2 separate regions of the Astyanax mexicanus genome follow, and region 1 is linked to region 2. Evidence: chromatin contacts called from public Hi-C data. All regions are on one chromosome and are shown on one strand. The core of a region is the stretch at or near the end of the contact, and the rest is flanking DNA. Distances in the headings are between cores, read along the strand shown. Region 1 overlaps csnk1g2b (casein kinase 1, gamma 2b). Region 2 holds the start of zgc:101100 (homeobox domain-containing protein).

Evidence for each region. Hi-C and Micro-C count contacts between places; a contact is called where the count stands out from the background.
Region 1: a Hi-C map of muscle shows a contact between it and region 2, with 20 times the contacts expected there. The contact joins the enhancer-like site here to the promoter of zgc:101100 in region 2. A contact is called at or near these places in 3 of 3 Hi-C or Micro-C datasets (blood and muscle).

The regions. Positions count from the first base shown.
Region 1 is chr12:6,166,288-6,171,502 of AstMex3_surface, forward strand. It overlaps csnk1g2b (casein kinase 1, gamma 2b), which reads left to right. Exons shown (of 12, transcript XM_022670216.2): 4 at 174-322; 5 at 1,848-2,082; 6 at 3,709-3,794; 7 at 4,939-5,023. Among protein-coding and RNA genes, the nearest start is that of mfsd12b, 14 kb to the right of the region's middle. Within about 2 kb of position 3,729, the one cell type or tissue checked has an H3K27ac peak away from gene starts, as active enhancers do.
Region 2 is chr12:6,116,820-6,122,038 of AstMex3_surface, forward strand. zgc:101100 (homeobox domain-containing protein) reads left to right here and starts at 3,415. Exons shown (of 4, transcript XM_007245785.4): 1 at 3,415-3,485; 2 at 4,806-4,977. The coding sequence starts at 4,815.

The DNA.
Region 1 (5,215 bases), core at 2,479-4,978, 50 kb after region 2:
TAGGTTGTGTTTGTACTCTATGTGGTTGACTGAAACTTGGAGAGCTTAGTTCAGACACAGTGCCATTACTGTGCAATACCGGCACTCCTAGAACGTCTCTCAGCCAATCACATTGCAGGGTCATAACTAACTATGGTATAATTGACCATTGTCTTGTGTTTTTGTTTCTGCAGAGGGGATTCCTCAGGTCTTTTACTTTGGGCCATGTGGGAAGTACAACGCCATGGTTCTGGAGCTGCTGGGGCCCAGTCTGGAGGACCTGTTCGACCTCTGTGACCGAGCCTTCTCCCTCAAGACCGTCCTCATGATAGCCATACAGCTGGTGAGTCTGCTGTGGCCTAGAGACACAGTTTATTTGTTATAGTTCAGACCAGGACAACTTAACTTCTTAAACTGTTGGGATGCTGTGTAAAATGTAAATAAATGTTAATAAAAACAAAGCAATGTCTTTTGCAAATCTCATAGACCCATATTTAATCAAAGCATGCTACATATAGTTACATATATTGTGCTGGACTGATCTGTATTGATGTTAAATGTCTTGCATATATTGAACTTTACCAGCGGCAAAGTTGTTTGGTCTGGACCATTTAGACCAAAGCTCCAGAGTTTGGTCCAACCAATAGGTGTTTTTGGTCTGGATCTACTGAATGGTCCAGTTCATCTGCAGGATGAAAGCTCTTTTCTAGATAAATTCGGACTTTCCGACCAATTACATTAAGCTGAGTTAGTCTTTAAACAAACGAGAGGAAAACATTAATTAGTGTTGTGTTAATAAACAGAAATAAAAGGAAACTAGGATAATATCAGTTTCCACACTTTCACTCATCAAACTCATAACTAACATTCTAAAATCCAATTAATGTAAAATCTAGAGAGACTCCGCCAGCATAGCTAATGTAGATTGATGTAGTGATGTAGGATGTAGTAAAACTTTTTAACCCCTCACTAAACTGCAGTGTGATACCAAAACTAACTGAACCAAATACCGTGTCTACAATGTAACAAAGAAACAATCCTGTGTGCTGACTATGCTTTGGACTTAATGACTCAATTTTCTAGTAGACAATAATGCTAATTCAAGTTAGTTTACTGATTTGACGGCAGCCTCAATTAAACCAAAACAATGGCATTATTTTTGGCTCTAAGGAGCACTATTCTGCTATTTGAATTACTTTGGTTAGCACAGATACTGCTGCAGTCTTTGGGAAATTGTAGGTGTTTAAAAAAAAAGTACATTTAATTTACCCAAATCTACAGGTAACTTTGGAATGCTGCTGAGTGTTACTGACCCAGTAAAAATGAATCACTTACAGCTGCTCTGTTGCTTTCGGTGCTTGTGGTGTGCACACAAAGTCAAATGGGGAAATTATGATTAAAAATGGGAAAAGGCTAATTATACTGTAAAACATCAGAATTGCCCTGTTAAATGGAAGGGTTGATCACCTGAGTTAATGACATGCTTGTTTGAAACCTCCTATGTTTAGGATTGCAACCAGGAAATTTAGAGTTAGACTTGGTCAGGTGGTGCTGTTTTGCAGGATGGTGTTCTGTTATGAATCACTAACAGCTGATGTGAAAGATGGAAAACTGGTAGCACCACATATCACACTCACTGCAGAATGCTTTGGAAATCCTTGATCAATGAGCGTATTTGCTACTGCAACATTGTTGATCCTTTTTGTCGCAGTAAATGTGTCCGTGTGTTTTATTAAAAGTGCCCATTTAGGTTTGCATAAACCATCATTTTTGACATACTGAATTATTATTATTTTATTTGTTTCTGGTCTGAAATGTAATACCCATGTTCCGGAGTCTTATCTTCTTATCGTTTTCCCATTGTGCAGATAACACGGATGGAGTACGTTCACACCAGGAGCTTAATATACCGAGACGTCAAGCCGGAGAACTTCCTGGTGGGCCGACCGGGCAGCAAGAGACAGCACACCATCCACATTATCGACTTCGGGCTTGCCAAAGAATACATTGACCCAGAGACCAAAAAACACATCCCGTACCGGGAACACAAGAGCTTGACCGGCACAGCCCGCTACATGAGCATCAACACACACCTGGGCAAAGGTGAGGCCTCTCACATATAACCTGTGGCTGACTTCAGAGAGCTATAGTGTGGGGGATGGGTGGTTGGATGTTCTGTATACTGAGGCTTCTAAGGCTGTGTTCAGACTGCAAACAAATCGGCTTTGCTTTTTAAAATTGGTTTCTCTGTTCAGATGACTGAACTGAGTATCTGCTTGGGTTGCCTTTGTATTAAGGTCTGAGCCATTAACTAACCTTGTTAGGTGCTGCTCTTGGACCCCACATTACTCTGGAGTTGATATGTGTTGAGGTGTGTGATGCAAAAACATGTCGAAATCTGATTTAAGCGATCACAGCATCTGTTTAAATCTCATTGTATATAAATCTCTCAAACCACCTACAACTGTGGTATTTATGGCTGTCTATACTATGATAAATCAATCTGGATACAAGCTAGATCCAAGATCCAAGATACAAGCTAGATCCAAGATTCAAGATATCCCAATATATGAATTTGGACAGGCAATGTTCAATGATTCAAGGAGAATATATATATATATATATATATATATATATATATATATATATATATATATATATATATATATAGCCAAAGTTCTTATCCCACTGAAAGGTCTTATGATTGAAATGTATGGGGACTAGTGCAATTACAAAATAGCCCCACCCATTTTCCATTATTTTTTTTCTCCATTTAAACTGTCCTTTAGAAAATTGCTTCCTGGGAGCAGACTATCCCACGTTCTGTATTGCGCTAATGCAGGCCGGAGAACCAGTGGGCATAAGCAAAGAGTGGAGGACATCAATAATTTTAGACTGAACCAAACGTACAACTGCTTTTTGATATCAGTCACTTTTATATAATATCCAATATATTTTGGATAATGTAGTGGACTGAAAAATAAGATTTTCTATATATATATATATATATATATATATATATATATATATATATATATATATATATATATATATATATATATATAATTTGAAGTGTAGATGAATTAAAGTAAATTAAAATCACAGAAAAAATGGAATTAGTTCAGTAAAGATGCAAGAAAAATCTATACTCTAAGTAGAGTATTTACATTGACTTCATTACTGTTCACTACTGTTCAGTTAAGCTGTCTTATACAAACATGTTTCTCTCTAGACCACTTAATAAAATAAGTGATTAATTAAGAAATGAAACAGCAAAGTTAGTTTACTTACACAAATATTTAGACATGGAGCATTTATATAAGTAGCATTGGACATTTTTTGTTTATAGAGAAGGAAATATAAAAAAGTTTGTATTCAAAATGTGTTCCAAATAGCAGGTACATTTTTTATTGTGAATTGAATCATGAGCAGAGTGCATCGTAACACCCCTATTTTCTTTTTACTTTCCAATGTCTGATTCCAACAGTTGCACATTTTTACTTTCCACCCAAAAAAAAAACTTACTTTGCTATATTGTTGAATAAGGCATGTTTACACTTATTAATTAATTAATTTTGCAGCATACTGCACCTATAAGACTCTTAAATTAGCTGATTCCAGTGCGTTAGTTTTGTGTTGAAACTGAACTTTGTGGATATTAACACACAAAGACGAGTTTCCCGTTTTTTTGCGGCCAGGCTGAATAAGAGTTTGTGTTTTGATCCACAGAGCAGAGCAGGCGAGATGACCTGGAGGCGCTGGGACACATGTTCATGTACTTTCTGCGAGGCAGTCTGCCCTGGCAGGGCCTGAAGGTAAACACACACACTCATGCTCTTATCTGCGTGACCTTAGGCTTATGTACACACGAGGACACACTTATATACATACTCTACTGTCCATGCCCTTGATATGCTGAGCGGAGCTTATCTCCTGACTCAGCTGAGGAGGTGGCAGTGAGCTGGAGCCCTGGACTGTGCTGTTTGGGCAGTAATGCATCAGTAATCCCATATATTTAGTTTTTTTGCATGTTAGCATCGCTGTTTTGTTGTCATGTTTAATCCGACAAAGTTCAAATAGGTTTTTTAATGTGTGGTATGCAGTATTTTACTGATTTTTATTTTCTTTGGGATTATGTGAATCTGGTAGTTTCTTCTGTGTTTTTTTTACATTGTGTAACCAATAGAAATTCTCTAAAATGACTTTTAATGAATTGTGTTTACGTAGCCATCCATTTTTCTGTAAAGTTAGGATTTTGGAGATGTAGGCAGTGATGTATGGTGCTGGATGATACTGGCTATAGCAATATGTCATAATTGACGTTATATCCCTGATAAAATGTCTATAAACAGCTGTAAGACCTTCAGATCCACAGTTGCCTTTATTTACTGCCTCACTGCCGCCCTCTTCTGGCCATTTTTCATTACTGTATGTTATACTCTTGAAATACTTCAAGAGTATAAATATATATAAGAGTGCTTCTGGAAGCATATAAATTTGATATATAATAAAAAGAAAATGCCATTATTCCTGTGCATCAATTTATGATCTGTAATGTGTTATTCTGTTACATTTTAATCAGCATTTTGACAAGCTTGAAAAGTGAAGGTATTAGTATTGTGCTCAATATCAGCAGGACATTTTGAATGATGTACTGGAGGGGAAAATCTGATCCAGTCCACACATGCTGAATCTGCATATACTGACACTGTGTAATTTTATATTTATTATATACTGGGTCTATTCCCAGTATAGGGTTAGGAAGTGGTTGAGTAATTTAGAAATGATTGCCTCCTTTCATATTTTGTGGATGAAGAGATGGGATGGATGAATGTGAATGGATGGATGAATGGATGGATGTAAACGGTGCATGGACAGATGGATGGATGGCTGTACATGAATATGTGCAGGATGTCATATATAATGGAGATTATTAACTAGTGAGTTTTTGTGCTGCAGGCGGACACACTGAAGGAGCGCTATCAGAAGATCGGAGACACCAAGCGGGCCACGCCGATCGAGGTGCTCTGCGAAAGTTTCCCAGGTTAGTTTAGACCTGCCTCTGCAGTTCAGCTGAGAAGCGGCTTCTGGTTTGTTGATCACAGCATGTCTGAACATAACTTATTATTAATGACGCTTCATAACATCATATTAACATCATACAATTTCCCATGGTTAAAGGCACAGTGTTTTTTAAGCCTATTTTACAAATTATGTACACCTCTTGATATAGACC
Region 2 (5,219 bases), core at 2,165-4,664:
GAAAGATTAGAATTCCATCACTGACGACAAAAACCTCCGCTAAGCCAAGGTGGAGGTAAGTGAGGCCAAAATGTGCCGTGGCTTTCTTTCTACCAGTGTTCAGCTCATGCTGACCACACTTGGCTGCTGCTGCGCTTGCTTCTCGTGCGTCCTTCTGAGTGTGTGCAAGTTTGTGTATGTGTGTGTGTGTGTGTGTGTGTGTGGAGGGGGGGATTGGTGAACCCCCACAGGACCGTGGATCACGGCTGATACTCGTGGGAAACGTAATCTAGCTCCCCTGCGTGCTCAGTCTTTCTGGGCCTAAGCAGAGCGGTTTGACCAGGCTTTGGGGGAATTTACATCTCTAAACCCTGCAGCCCCTCACCGCCACAGCTTTACCGCTGATGATCTGATTTCAGCCCATTCACTGTTTATCTGGTAAATACAGTTCAGTACAGGTGGGCCAATCCTGGAAATACACTACATATATATAAACACCCCTTCTAATCAAATCAGATCTAATCAAATCAAAGTACAGCTGAGGACTGCTGAGAGGAATAAGACAAAACTTTAAACACAGAACACAGAACCCTGAGTGAGCGACAGAAGCAAGGAGAAACTCTCTCAGAGCTGCAGGAGGAAGAAACCTTGGGAGAAGCCAAGGCTCATGTATAAGGGGGGACCCATCCTCATTTGGTCCAGTGAAATAATACTTGGCCCCTCTATGAATATTGTGGCCTCTTGATGGCCAAAATGCAAAATACAAAATGATACAAAATGTGAAAAGATGAAAAGAAAAGAAAAAGCAAGATAAGAGAAGAAATAAAAAAGGAAAAGAGGAAATAGAATCTAAGGGGAAGAAGAGAAATGAGGAAAAAAGAGATATAAGTGAAGAAGTGGGGAAGGAAGGAAGGAAAACAAATGTGCAAAGAGGAGGGAAGGAAATTGAAAAAGAGAAAAGAAGAGAAGATATTAAGGAAAAAGTAATAAAAGAAGAAGGAGGATTTAAAGAACAAGAAGAAGAGTGAAGAGAAAAAGAGGATAGAATAGAAAAAAAATACATTTGAGATGTAAAAGAGAAAGGAAATGAAAAAAGAGAAGATGACAAAGGAGAAATAGGAAGAGAAGAGAAAATAAGATGATAAATGAAAAATGGATCTAGGGGCTTTTAAGGGGCCACAATATTCATAGAGGGGCCGAGTATGACTTCACTAGTCACATCATGTTCAAACATCTTACACAGTAAAATATATGAAGTTAATTTTATGTCAATTGTATGTTTTACACACATAAAAAAGTAAATTTGTACTCAAATGTTGCAAATTCAAAACAGAAACAAAAGAGAAATGTAATTATATATATACTTTTCTTCTGCTTATTTCTTTTTTGCTTATATATGTATATAGTCTGGCACTTTGATTGCAGATTTTATATTTTTGTGTAAAACTCCATACAAATATCCTGAACAATTTCACATGCATTTTTACTGTACACATATCATCTGAAAAAAAAATCTGTATTTTATTAATTATTTAAAACCGTTTTTACTTTTTCACACCCAACAGTCAGTTGCAGTAAGATTTTCCGGGAAAACACTGCACTGACTTTGGACTTGATATAAAACAGTGGACCCACATTAACAGATGACATGACTCTCCAAACTGATCATCAGTAAATTTTACATTTCATTTGTAAATCAAGGGATCAGAGTGGAGAGATACACAGCCCAAACTGCTCAAGGTCTAGTGTGAAGTTTCCACCAATCAGTGATGGTTTGGATAAAGAGGCATGTCATCTGCTGGTGTTGATCCACTGTGTTTTATTATCAAGTCTAAAGTCAGTGCAGTTTTGTTTTCCCACAAAATCTTACAGCACTTCATTCTTCCCTCTGCTACTGACAACTTTTATGGAGAAGCAGATTTTATTTTCCAGCAGGACTTGGCACACTGCCCACACTGCCAAAAATATCAGTCTTATATAATATTCCAATTTTATGAGACACAGATTTTTGGGTTTTCATTGGCTGTGAGCCATATTAATCATCAACAATGAAATCAATTACATTTTGAACTAAAATAAAGTAACTCTTTTTTGAGATGTGCACCCCTTCTAATAAATGCTAATTCAGATATATTACATTGTGCCTGTTGTTGGCACAGATGTACAAACACCTACACTCACAGCTTACCTAGAACCTGTAAAGAGTGTAGAGTGTAAATTAGTGCCAAAAGAATAGGACTGCCTATAATCACGACCAATTAAAAAGTTGTGGGAATAAAGCCCCAAAGAACTGAGCTGTGGAAGCATGGGGGAAATGGTGCTCCTTTCAGTTTCTTTGGGGGTACTTAGTAGTTGAGGATATGTTGAAGGTGTGGATGGTGATCATCTAACATCCTGACCTCACTAAAACGTGTCACTCTTGCAATTAAATTCTTATAGGAATGCTCTATAATCTGATGACCAGTAGAAGACTTTCCTGGACAGTAGAGACAGTTAATACCCTTGATTTGAAAAAAAAATTAAAAGCAGAAGAAATAAATGAGAAGCTGCCTCAATACTTTTGTCCATAGGTTGCATCACCAACATTCTAAATACAACATATACAGTATATAACCTGCTGCATTTGGAACAAGAGACTATTTTTTTGGCAGGGTTGCATTGTCTTTTCCTTTCGCTTATACATTAAATCTACATTAAACACAACCTTATAAGCCATAATATTAAAACCACAGATCAAGGAACCTTCTTCACTGCAGTAACAGCCTCTACTCTTTTATAAAAGCCTCATACTAGATGAATCATTGGAACATTGCTGTGTGGAGGACTTGATTGCATCCAGCCACTGATGCTGAATGATTAGTAGTCCGGCCATCCAACTCAACTCACTCCCAAAGAGCCAGCAGTGCTCCTGGATGAAGCTTCACCATCATTCCAGAGAACAGAGTTCAACAGATACTCCACAGCTCATTGCTGGCGGGGGTCTTTATACCCCTCTAGTGCACGCTTGGCTCCTTTTAAAGTGCATTTCACTCCTAACTCAGAAAATATGGGGAGAATATGGGGCCTGTTAGCAAAACAAACCCTTCAGTCCCACACACACTCCCAGACTCAAACACTCACACACACACACACACACACACCCCTGGAGTTAAAGCTGCCAAAGCCCCATTCTAATGTGGCCAACCCCACAGATCAGCACCCCACATTGTTTTAATTGTTTTAACTGAGGGGGGGAGGAGGTGAAATGCTCGCTTATGTTGGGGAGATCCTTTGCTTAAATCTCTCAAGTTCAATAGTTAAAAAAAAAAAAGCCCTGAGCCCCCCGGACCCCCTTCTTTTCCCTCATCCCACTTAATCCCGGCTAATACCTTTCTTTCTATTGGCTAATGGCTGGGAGACGCTAGAGGTAATGCTTCTTAAATAGGCCCTGCTGGACTCGACTCGGCCAGTGAGACCTTACAGGCCTGAGAAGTACTGGACTGAGCTGGATTTACCCCACTTTACAGGTAAAATCCCACTAACTAACTCCTTCAATATGTAGCACTAGTGTATGGATGCAAATGCATGGCTGGATTGTTTTATACTGGCTGGATTTTTTGTTATAATGATTTATTATATGATATAGTAAAAATGTTGCATCACAATATATAAAGGTAAAAATATTGCTTCACAATATTTAAAGCAACAGTCTGAAGTTTCAAGGATTTGTGTATAGATGGATGGATAGACAGAGAGACAGACAGACAGACGTATAGATAGATAGATATTGCATCACAATATTTAAAGCAACAGTCTATACGTTTTGGGGATAGATATATAGACAGATAGAAAAATATTGATACAGACAGACAGATAGCTTTATTTAAAGCGACAATCTGTGCATTTTGGGGATTTGGAGCCCTCTCTGGTGAGAATGTGCAATTGCACAGAGCATGTGGTAGATCATTTTAAGCACAGATTAATATAAATTAATTGACTGCAGTCACATCCAACTAAACTACCAGACCACTCTGTTAGTGGAATTAATATATTGGACATTGCAGAGACAGTTGCACCAGGACACTGATACCACTGATACTGTTTTGGCTTTTCAAATTCTGTAACATCCCGTGCTGAGAACATATATATAATGAAATGCAATGAAATGATCAGTTGGTTAGTGTTCATTAAGCAAGGTTGATAATCACAATATTTTCAGAAAAAAAAGCGTATATTTAAAACAAACCTCCTCTATTTAGGACCAGTAGAAATTGTCCTGTTTCAGATTGTCTCATTCTATTGGTAATGATTTCTATAGAGATCACACAGGCTGTGGTCAGAGCTGAGTGCGCTGTTGGCTGGACTGCTTAGTTCATTAGTTATGTCTGGGTACTTTAGGACATGTTGGAGCCGTGTATGCCGAATTTCTTTATTTTATTCTCAAGAAATTACTTTTAATTAATTAATGAAGGTCAGTCAATCTGAAAAAAAAAATAATAATAATAATCAAGAATTTTGAAAGCATCCTCAAGTGCAATCGCAAAGACAATCAAAAAAGTTATGATGGAACTGGCTCTCATCAGGACCACCCCAGGAAATAAATAATCCAAGTTCTCATCAGGTCACAGTGACTCTAGGCTGTTTCAGAGTGTCTCATTATATTGGTAATGCTTTCCATGGAGATCACACAGGCTGTGGTCAGTAATGAGTGCACTAGTTGCTGGACTGGTTAATTTATTAGGGGTGTCTGGATACTTTATGACATGTATAAGCTGTGTATTCTATTATAAAGAGTATACGTGTTTCTCTCTATAAGCTGATGTATTATTGTGTTTTTTCCCCCGCAGTAATCAGTCATGAACTCGCTGTATCTGTGCGGAGCGGGCGCTGGCGGGGGTCTGTACCCGTTTCCCCGCCTCAACTCGCTGTTTTACGACCCTCACCAGCAGATGGCAGCACCGCACCGACCTCCAGCCGCAGCGCCCATTCAGAGCCTCACCGTGGCCGAGCGACTGGCGGGTAAATACTGCACTCAGCATGGGTGGGTGGATGGATGGATGGATAGATAGAGTAACACTACCTGCCACATTTTGACACACCTACTCATTTAGGATGAATGGATGGATGGATGGATGAAAGGTTTGACACACCTTTTCATTTAGCTTAGATAGGCAGACAGACAGGTAGACAGACAGACAGACAGAGTACCACTCAAAGGTTTGGACACACCTTTGAGTTTAGCACAGACAGACAGACAGACA